Linked DNA regions of Bos taurus: region 1 is linked to region 2. A link is a contact called in public Hi-C data. All regions are on one chromosome and are shown on one strand. The core of a region is the stretch at or near the end of the contact, and the rest is flanking DNA. Distances in the headings are between cores, read along the strand shown. Region 1 overlaps LOC512867 (GTPase, IMAP family member 1-like). Region 2 has its middle 110 kb from the start of GIMAP8.

Evidence for each region. Hi-C and Micro-C count contacts between places; a contact is called where the count stands out from the background.
Region 1: a contact with region 2 is called in a Hi-C map of skin fibroblasts, with 19 times the contacts expected there. The contact joins two enhancer-like sites. A contact is called at or near these places in 3 of 11 Hi-C or Micro-C datasets (blood, liver and skin fibroblasts).

The regions. Positions count from the first base shown.
Region 1 is chr4:113,127,959-113,133,135 of ARS-UCD2.0, forward strand. LOC512867 (GTPase, IMAP family member 1-like) reads right to left here. Exons shown (of 3, transcript NM_001083677.2): 3 at 3,211-4,510. The coding sequence ends at 3,669. Among named protein-coding and RNA genes, the nearest start is that of GIMAP4, 56 kb to the left of the region's middle. Within about 2 kb of position 2,698, at least 3 of the 102 cell types and tissues checked have an H3K27ac peak or open chromatin away from gene starts, as enhancers often do. A contact at or near this core is called in skin fibroblasts, where this site is marked.
Region 2 is chr4:112,949,033-112,953,930 of ARS-UCD2.0, forward strand. No RefSeq gene overlaps it. Among named protein-coding and RNA genes, the nearest start is that of GIMAP8, 110 kb to the left of the region's middle. Within about 2 kb of position 3,114, at least 2 of the 102 cell types and tissues checked have an H3K27ac peak or open chromatin away from gene starts, as enhancers often do. A contact at or near this core is called in skin fibroblasts, where this site is marked.

The DNA.
Region 1 (5,177 bases), core at 1,448-3,947, 180 kb after region 2:
TGGAGTATGGAATGAAGCAGGGCAAAGGCTAACAGAGTTTGGCCAAGAGAAACACTGGTCATAGCAAACACCCTCTTCCAACAACACAAGAGAAGCCTCTACACATGGACATCACCAGATGGTCAACACCAAAATCAGATTGATTATATTCTTTGCAGCCAAAGATGGAGAAGCTCTAGACAGTCAGCAAAAACAAGACCAGGAGCTGACTGTGGCTCAGACCATGAACTCCTTATTGCCAAATTCAGGCTGAAATTGAAGAAAGTAGGGAAAACCACTAGACCATTCGGGTATGACCTAAATCAAATCCCTTATGATTATACAGTGGAAGCGAGAAATAGATTTAAGGGACTAGATCTGATAGACAGAGTGCCTGATGAACTATGGACGGAAGTTCGTGACATTGTACAGGAGACAGGGATCAAGACCATCCCCATGGAAAATAAATGCAAAAAAGCAAAATGGCTGTCTGGGGAGGCCTTACAAAGAGCTGTGAAAAGAAGAGAAGCAAAAAGCAAAGGAGAAAAGGAAAGATATAAGCATCTGAATGCAGAGTTCCAAAGAATAGCAAGAAGAGATAAGAAAGCCTTCCTCAGCAATCAATGCAAAGAAATAGAGGAAAACAACATAATGGGACTAGAGATCTCTTCAAGAAAATTAGAGATACCAAGGGAACATTTCATGCAAAGATGGGCTCGATAAAAGACAGAAATGGTATGGACCTAACAGAAGCAGAAGATATTAAGAAGAGGTGGCAAGAATACACAGAAGAACTATACAAAAAAGAGTTACACGACCAAGATAGAGCCAGACATCCTGGAATGTGAAGTCAAGCGGGCCTTAGAAAGCATCACTATGATACTTTACCATTCGTGTAGAATGTTTGGACTGAACATGTGTTGTCAGTCCTCTTGGATATATACCCAGGAAGTGAAATTACTGCATCATATGGTAATCTATGTTTAACTTTTTGAGGCAATGCCAAACGGTTTTCTACAGCAGTTGTGTCATTTTACATTCCCACCAGCAGTGGACAAGGGTTAAATTTATCCACATACTCATCAGTATTTGTTATTTTTTCTCTTTTAAAAAAACCCAGGGAGTATGAAGTGGTATCTTGTTTTGATTTGCATTTCCCCAATGACAAATGATGTTCATTATTTTTTTTTCATGTTTTTATTGGCCATTTGTGTATCTTATTTGAAAAAACTCCTAATCAAATCTTTCACTCATTTAAAAATTGGATTATTTGTCTTCTTGTTGCAGAGTTGTAAGAGTTCATTATATATTCTGGATATGAGATCTTTATCAGGTTGGCAAATATTTTCTCCCATTCTTTAGGCTGTGTTTTCACTTTCTAGATAGTGTTACTTAATGAGAAAAGGTTTTTAATTTTGATTAAATATAACACCTGTTTTTCTTTGGTGCTTTTGATGTCATATATTAGAAACTGTTGTCTGATACATGGTCATGAAGATTTGCACTTGTTTTCTTCTAAGAGTTTTATAGTTTTAACTCATATTTAGGTCTTGGATCCATTTTGAGTTAATGGTTTTATATCATGCAAGATAAGCATCCAAATTTACTACTTTGCTTGTGAATATCCAGTGGTCCCAACACTATATGTTGTTTCTATCCATTAATTTGTTACAGACATTCTTCATGGCATTCTTTATCCTCTTGTGTATATCCCACATATATACAGACAGCTCTCTAGTGTTGAACTAGGCAATTACCTACCCTCTGGGATCCCTGGCATGTTCCTCCCCACATGCCCATCAGCTCAACCAGGGTCACTTAGGAACTTCCTAGCCTTCATTCCTTCCCAAAGCAGAAGCAAGAATCAGATGTTTCTCATTATTTGAGTCATAGATTAAAACTATCCATTGTTCACATGGGGCACTTTGTCATTCTATTTTCATCCTTTTTTCACATTTATTTTCACCAATCACCATCCCTTTTCTCAGAGGAGTGACAATGGCAGAATATTTCTCTGTTTACTCTAAGAGTGTATCGAAAAGTGAACAAGAAAAAAAGCAAGATCCCCTATTAGGACCTCTACTGAGATCCGCACACAACTCCTTAAACCAAAATGACCTTTGCAGCTGAGGAAATTTCAAGCCTCAGCATTGGGCATTGGTGTTCCTATTAGTGTTTGCAATGGCATCCATGCAGAGTTTGTGGGCCTCACAAACCCTCACAGGATTTGAGGGCCTCTTAGGATTTGTGGGCCCAGTTGTTGCAGATCATTTTTCCTTTTTACACATCTCTTTAGTGATCTCAGGGCTTCCCTGGTGGTTCAGCTGGTAAAGAATCTGCCGGTAATGTGGGAGACCTGGGTTTGACCCCTGGTTGGGAGGATGCCCTGGAGAAGAGAAAGGCTACCCACTCCAGTATTGTGGCCTGGAGAATTGCATGGGCTTTATAATCCATGGGGTCACAAAGAATCGGACACAACTGAGCGACTTTCACTTAGTGATCTGAGGTCATCAGTAGCCTGAGAATCTCTGGCTGGTAGGCAATAGGTAGAGGATACTGTAGGGAGAGACCTGGAAGTGCAAAGCTGTATTAGAGATGGGCTTCTGTTGGTGTGTGAAGACAGTGGTGTTGGGGATAAAGCAAATGTGAATAAAGAGATAGGGAGGCACACCTAGGACTGATGACACAGGCTAACCTGGCTCACTTACCTGTGCCAGACACCTGATTCTCCCAGGCATGCCTGGCACAGGGGTGACTCTCTACTCCATGATCATATCACCAGTTCTCAGCCCACAAAGACCTATTTGCCTTTTGAGATTCACACAAAATAAAATCTCCAATCCGCTTAAACCTTTAAATTTATCCCTGAATTGAAAAGCCATACCCTTGCTTACCCTGTGAGTTGGTCAGCTAGTGAGAAAACCCCTCCTTGGGAGGAGACTTTCTGAAGGACCTCCATGGGCCCTAGGGAACCAAGGCTCCAATGACAGTCTCTTTGGACGTGCAGAAACATCTGCATTCAAGCTGCTGGGGGACGACAATCCCCTGCCGGTACAGAGGGCCAGGTCTGCACTAATGTCTTCCCTCCTTGCCATCACACACCTGAGTGAGTGTGTGGGTGCATGGTTGTTTGCCAGTGGGGTCAGGAATGAGACAGCAGCATCTGTGTTCAATGAGTATATGAAGTGGATGAAGAAACAGCTGCAAATACTGATTTCTTTCAACACAATGTGACTGTCCAGTACATTTATTTCTTCCATTCAGTTCAATTCAAACAAATGAATATGTACTCAGACTCTGCCCTGGGGCAGTTCTGCCCTTGGTTCACCGGGGAGTCCAGGGGTGAGAGGGAAAATGGTCCTCATCTGCTTTCAGGAGTAAAAGCAGTTCAGTGACAGGATGGAGTCAAAGGCAGTCTGAGGTCAGGTGGAAAACACCTAAAATTAACAGTGGCTGTTGGGCTCTGAGGAAAGGGGAGTTCAGGGACCACCAGGTAACAGAGGAAGGTTTCAGGTGGGAGATTTGCCTGGCACGCCTCTGAGGTTGGTAGATTAGGCGAGGTGAGGGAGAAAAGAAGGGAATGCGTGCCCTGAAGCAGCAGCGCACCTGAGATGACCGTGATTATCACTGCAAGGGACGAAGTGTTATTTACAATGTGTCAGGGTTGACCCACCAAAGGCATCAGGCAGCTACCTGCAGAGCAGGTACAGCAGGAACAGGGCGCCCAGCAGGGCCACCAGGCCCAGCTTACACCAGGTCTCCGGCGCTGCTTTGGGCCACCGCCACAGCCCGGCCAGCGGCCAGCGCTCCGACCACGACGGCGCTCGGGCGGCCAGTCGCTCCGCCACCCTGCGCAGCCTCTCCTCGGGACTCAGCCCGCCCAGGGTCTGCGCCAGGTGGTACACGTCGTTGGTGTAGGGGGCGCCGCCGTGGTCCCTCACCAGCTCCTCCACCAGCCCCATCAGCTCCCTGACCTGCGCCTCCCGCTCCCCGTCAGCCGCTCGGTTGTCGAAGGCGCAGCAGCGGCCCCCGCACTCGGCCACCAGCTCCCGGAGCGCACGGTTGTCGGTGTCGCGCACGTACTGCTGCAGCGAGCCCCCGTCCAGGTCCTCCCTGCGGGTGAAGACCACGACGGCGCGCGCCGCGATGCCCGCCCCGAAGAGCGCCTTCACCCCGCGCCAGGCCTGCAGGTCCTGGGCGGTGAAGCGGCCGAGCTGGGTCACCAGGAGCACGGCGTGGGGCCCCGGGGCCGACAGCAGGTAGCAGCGGCCTCTCTCCTTGAAACCCGGGTCTGCCTGGGCGACCTCGGGGCTGAAGAGGTCCGGGGTGTCGAGGACTTCCACGTCCCACGAGGCCCAGCAGCAGCTCCCCGTGGCGCAGGCCCTGGTCACCGCTGTGGTCGCGAGCCTGGAGAGGAAGTGCTTCCGCTGGAGGATGCTGTTGCCCGTGGCGCTCTTCCCGGTCCCCGACCTCCCGGCCAGGAGGAGGCGCAGCCGGCGCTCCTGCAGGGCGGACCTGAACTCCTGGAAACCTGTGGGCAACGGTGGTCTGTAAGCTTCGGAACCTGAGAGCAACGTGTCCCGGTTCCTGGGTCTCCTGGACGCCTTGTGAGCAAAGGAGAACAGAGCGCTTCCACGGTTGTCTTTGGGACCAACCCTTTACTGGTTTCCCTTGTGGCTCAGCTGGTAAAGAATCTACCTGCAGTGCTGGAGACCTGGGTTGGATCCCTGGTTTGGAAAGATCCCCTGGAGAAGGGAAAGGCTACCCACTCCAGTATTCTGGCCTGTAGAATTCCATGGACTGTATCATCCATGGGGTCACAAAGAGTCAGACATGACAGCGACTTTCACTTTCCCTCTACTGAGTGACCTGGTGTGAGATTTGGGCACTCCAAGGGGGTCTCTATCCGTCTGTTTCTCCTCTCTTTGGCGTCACACGTGCACCTATAGGTGCTCCAGCAGCTGCTGAACCTCTTTCTAGAGGATGCGCCTTTGTAATACAGGCCATTACTTCGTCTGATATGATCTGTCATCCAGGCTATGCGAAGCTGGTCCTTCTTTTCCCTGATGCCCTCCCACTGGGGAAAGGGGTGGGGCAGTGGGCCCAGCCGAGAGGGCTATCTGGAGTCCCATAGCCGGGGTTTGAATCATAGACCTGTCCTCTACCAGCCTTGTAACCCTGGGGAGCTGCTTAATCTA
Region 2 (4,898 bases), core at 1,864-4,363:
AAAGAAATGAAATAGTACCATTTGCATAGACGTGGATAGACCTAGAGACTGTCACGTAGACTGAAGCAAGTCAGAAAAACGAATACTGTATAATATCAATATATGGAATCTAGAAAAGTCATGCAGATGAATTTATTAGCAAAGCAGAAATAGGGACACAGATATACAGAACAAACTTATGGATACCAAGGGGGGATGGGGGAATAGGATGAACTGGGAAATTGGGATTGAAATATACACACTACTATGTATGAAATAGACAACTAATGAGAATCTACAGTATAGCACAGGGACTCTACTCAAGGCTCTCTGTTGACCTAAATAGGAAGGAAATCTATAATAGATGGGGTGTATGTATAAGTGAAGGAGGAAACAGAACAGACTCTCTTGAGGGCGGGACTCCATCTTGGGCTGGACTGTGGACTTTGAGCTATATGCCCAGTATCTATGGAAATGACATACCAACTGGAAAACCAGGCCCCTGGCAGGAAGAGCCCCAGGGCTCTCTATCGTCTAAAAGAATACCCTAATTATCTGTGTAACCCAATAGAATCATACATTCAGTTATGTTTATTGGGGTATGACCACAGGCCTATTGATAATTGCCCACTGTTAACTACCTAGGCTTAAGGCATATGATCACGGGTTAACTTTGATTGTATCTTTCTTTTTCTTTTGTTCAGACTAGTTTCAGGGAACCTTATACACTTAGGGTATATAAGCTTTTCACAAAAACTGGTCAGGGTCCTTGGCTAAGAGAAGACTCTGCCTTGGACCCACCGGTGTAATAAACTTCACTCCACTATCTGCATTGTCCTTCTGAGTGAGTTTGTTTCCCAGAACGCGTGGCTACAACATACATACAAGTGATTCACTTTGCTGCACAGCAGAAACTAACAACACAACTTTGTAAAGCAACTATACTCCAATAAAAATTTTTAAAAATAAATTCAAAAAAGCTTAAAAAAAAAGTGAGTCTTAGATCATAGTCTAGCTCTGGAGTCCCCACGAATTTACAGGTATTCCTCTTCTAGGGAATTCAACCCACATGGTATTCACTGGAATGAGTAGTGGCTTCTGTCCAGCCAGGCAGATGAATATTGTACATTGTACAATACTGAATATGGTACAAGACTATATAAGAGGGTACGGATTGTTTGAAATCTGCTCAGAAATCTGATCATGGCCAAAAACAACTCTCAGAAGTAAGCCAAAGATGAACCTCTTTGGGTAAAATAACAGCTGATCCAGGCAGCAGGACACGAAAATATGAAATAAACTTCATCAACACACAATCAAAGATGTTCACAAAGAGGAGATAAAAGAAAAGGTGAGAGAAGACATACCTAGTTGGTATGAATTTATAGATTCACTTAAATAGACAGCTTTTGAGAAGTTATAATATTTTGACCCTGTGTCTGGTGACTCAGTGGTAGAGAATCCGCCTGCCAGTGCAGGAGACGTGGATTTGATTCCTGGGTTGGGAGGAGCCCCTGGAGGAGGAAATGGCAACCCACTCCTGCATTCTTGCCTGGGAAATCCCATGGAGAGAGGAGCCATAGGGTTGCAAAGAGTCGGACATGACTGAGCAACCAAACCACCACAACTCCTTAAGGAAACTCTTCCTATCAGTTCAATTCAGTTCAGTTCAGTCATTCAGTCGTGTCTGACTCTTTGCGACTCCATGAATCGCAGCATGCCAGGCCTCCCTGTCCATCACCAACTCCCGGAGTTCACTCAGACTCACAGCCAACGAGTCAGTGACGCCATCCAGCCATCTCATCCTCTGTCGTCCCCTTCTCCTCCTGCCCCCAATCCCTCCAAGCATCAGAGTCTTTTCCAATGAGTCAACTCTTTGCATGAGGTGGCCAAACTACTGGAGTTTCAGCTTTAGCATCATTCCTTCCAAAGAAATCCCAGGGCTGATCTCCTTCAGAATGGACTGGTTGGATCTCCTTGCAGTCCAAGGGACTCTCAAGAGTCTTCTCCAACACCACAGTTCAAAAGCATCAATTCTTCGGCGCTCAGCCTTCTTCACAGTCCAACTCTCACATGCATACATGACCACAGGAAAAACCATAGCCTTGACTAGACGGACCTTTGTTGGCAAAGTAATGTCTCTGCTTTTGAATATGCTATCTAGGTTGGTCACAGCTTTCCTTCCAAGGAGTAAGCGTCTTTTAATTTCATGGCTGCAGTCGCCATCTGCAGTGATTTTGGAGTCCAGAAAAATAAAGTCTGACACTGTTTCCACTGTTTCCCCATCTATTTCCATGAAGTGATGGGACCAGATGCCATGATCTTCGTTTTCTGAATGTTGAGCTTTAAGCCAAACTTTTCACTCTCCTCTTTCACTTTCATCAAGAGGCTTTTAGTTCCTCTTCACTTTCTGCCATCAGGGTGGTGTCATCTGCATATCTGATATTGATATTTCTCCCGGGAAATCTTAATTCCAGCTTGTGCTTCTTCCAGTCCAGCGTTTCTCATGATGTACCCTGCATATAAGTTAAATAAGCAGGGTGACAATATACAGCCTTGACGTACTCCTTTTCCCATTTGGAACCAGTCTGTTGTTCCATGTCCAGTTTGGTAAATAAAAAATAGGTTCAAGTTCTGATTTGCCGCCTTTTCCCCTTAGAGAGTCACTAGGCTCTCGGTAGATTATTTTCCTCTTCAAATAAAAGGCTGTTAGTGATAATTATCCTTCAACCTCATCAGGTAGCTTTCGTCATAAAATATTAACCAATAAACCTGTCATCCAGAACTGGTCCCTATTTGACAACTTAAGGAGCCTCTGCCTTTTCCCCCAGATATTCTTCTACCAAAGAAAGTTGGGGGTGGTGGTGGTGGTGTGGCAATAGGCGTGGCCATGAGGGCTGCCTGAGGTACCACACCCCTGGTTCATAGCCCCACTCTCTGTCAGCTCTGTAATCCTGGGAAGCTGTTTAATCAAAGTGTTAAATCTCTTCTGCACAAGTGAGATCAATACTGTAAGTACTGTCCTCGTTGGCTATCAGAAAAATAAGAGGAGACCATCTCCCTTCCTTCCCTCCCTCACTCCCTCCCTCCCTCTTCCTCTCCTCTCTCTTAAACCTGCTGCCTAATAACCTCCATCCGTGTTCCCTAACACCTTTTACCTGGTGCATCATGTTCCCTCTAATACACGATCTGATGCCCTCTACATCCCTTTCTGTTTATTCATTTTACGTTGGGAACAGAGCTGCAGGTTAGTCAAAGAACTTAATATCTCATAGCAGGGCAGGAGTAAAGATCCAGGTGAAGTGCCAGCCCTAGGCCTCTTGCTGCTTCACCCCAGCATCGAGTCACCTCTTGGCTTCTCTCTGTTCAGTCTTGAGTGAGCCCTTCCCCCTACTACCCAGAGCTCATACCTGGGGGCAAACATGCATTATGAGATGTATTCTTACCATAGGCATTTTCTTCATCTCTTACCACCTTCTGTCTTCCCATGATTAACTGAAAGAGTCCCAGACACTGTTCATTCATTCATTCATCAAATAGGTATAACTGCCTACAATGTATCTGGCCAAATCCAAAGAGCTGGTGACCCCACTCATAGTTTCTCCTCTCCCCTGAGCATTGGAATTTAGGGAAAGCATTGGAGGAGCCTTATCTGAGTTGGGATGATGCTATGAGAACACCTGGTGAGCTCGACTTTGTCTTCTTTGGATCTCCAAATGCAAAAAGCAGACGGGAGATGATAACATTCCATGCCAATGAGTAAGCTTTTGGTTCAGTTCAGTTGTTCAGTTGTGTTGGACTCTTTGCAACCCCATGGACTGCAGCGTGCCAGGCCTTCCTGTCCATCACCAACTCCTGGAGCCTACTCCTACTCATGTCCATCACATCGGTGATGCCATCCAACCATCTCATCCTCTGTCGTCCCCTTTTCCTCCCACCTTCAATCTTTCCCAGCATCAGGGTCTTTTCAAATGAGTCAGTTCTTCACATCAGGTGGCCAAAGTATTGGAGTTTCAGCTTCAGCATCAGTCCTTCCAATGAATATTCAGGATTGATTTCCTTTAGGATGGACTGGTTGGATCTCCTTGCAGTCCAAGGGACTCTCAAGAGATCTTCTCCAACACCACGGTTCAAAAGCATCAATTCTTTGGCACTCAGCTTTCTTTATAGTCCAACTCTCACATCCATACATGACTAGTGGAAAGCCATAGCTTTGACTAGATGGACTTTTGTTGGCAAAGTAATGTCTCTGCTTTTTAATATACTGTCTAGGTTGGTCATAGCTTTTCTTGGATTACTGTGATATTGAATGGTTTGCCTTGGAAACGAAGAGAGATCATTCTGTCATTTTTGAGATTGCACCTAAATACTGCATTTCAGACTCTTGTTGACTATGAGGGCTACTCCATTTCTTCTAAGGGATTCTTGCCCACAGTAGTAGATATAATGGTAATCTGAGTTAAATTCACCCATTCCAGTCCATTTTAGTTCGTTGATTCCTAACATGTTGATGCTCATTCATGCCATCTCCTTTTTGACCACTTCCAATTTGCTTTGATTCATGGGCCTAACATTCCAAGTTCCTATGCAATATTGTTTTTTACAGCATCGGATTTTACTTCCACTACCAATCACATCCACAACCGGGCATTGTTTTCACTTTGGCTCCATCTCTTTATTCTTTCTGGAGTTATTTCTCTACTCTTCTCCAGTAGCATATTGGGCATCTATAGGACCTGGGGATTTTATCTTTCAATGTCATATATTTTGCCTTTTCATACTGTTCCTGTGGTTCTCAAAGCAAGAATCCTGATGTGGTTTGCCATTCCCTTCTCCAGTGGATTATGTTTTGTCAGAACTCTCCACCATGACCTGTCCTTCTTGGGTGGCCCTACACTGCATGGCTCATAGTTTCATTG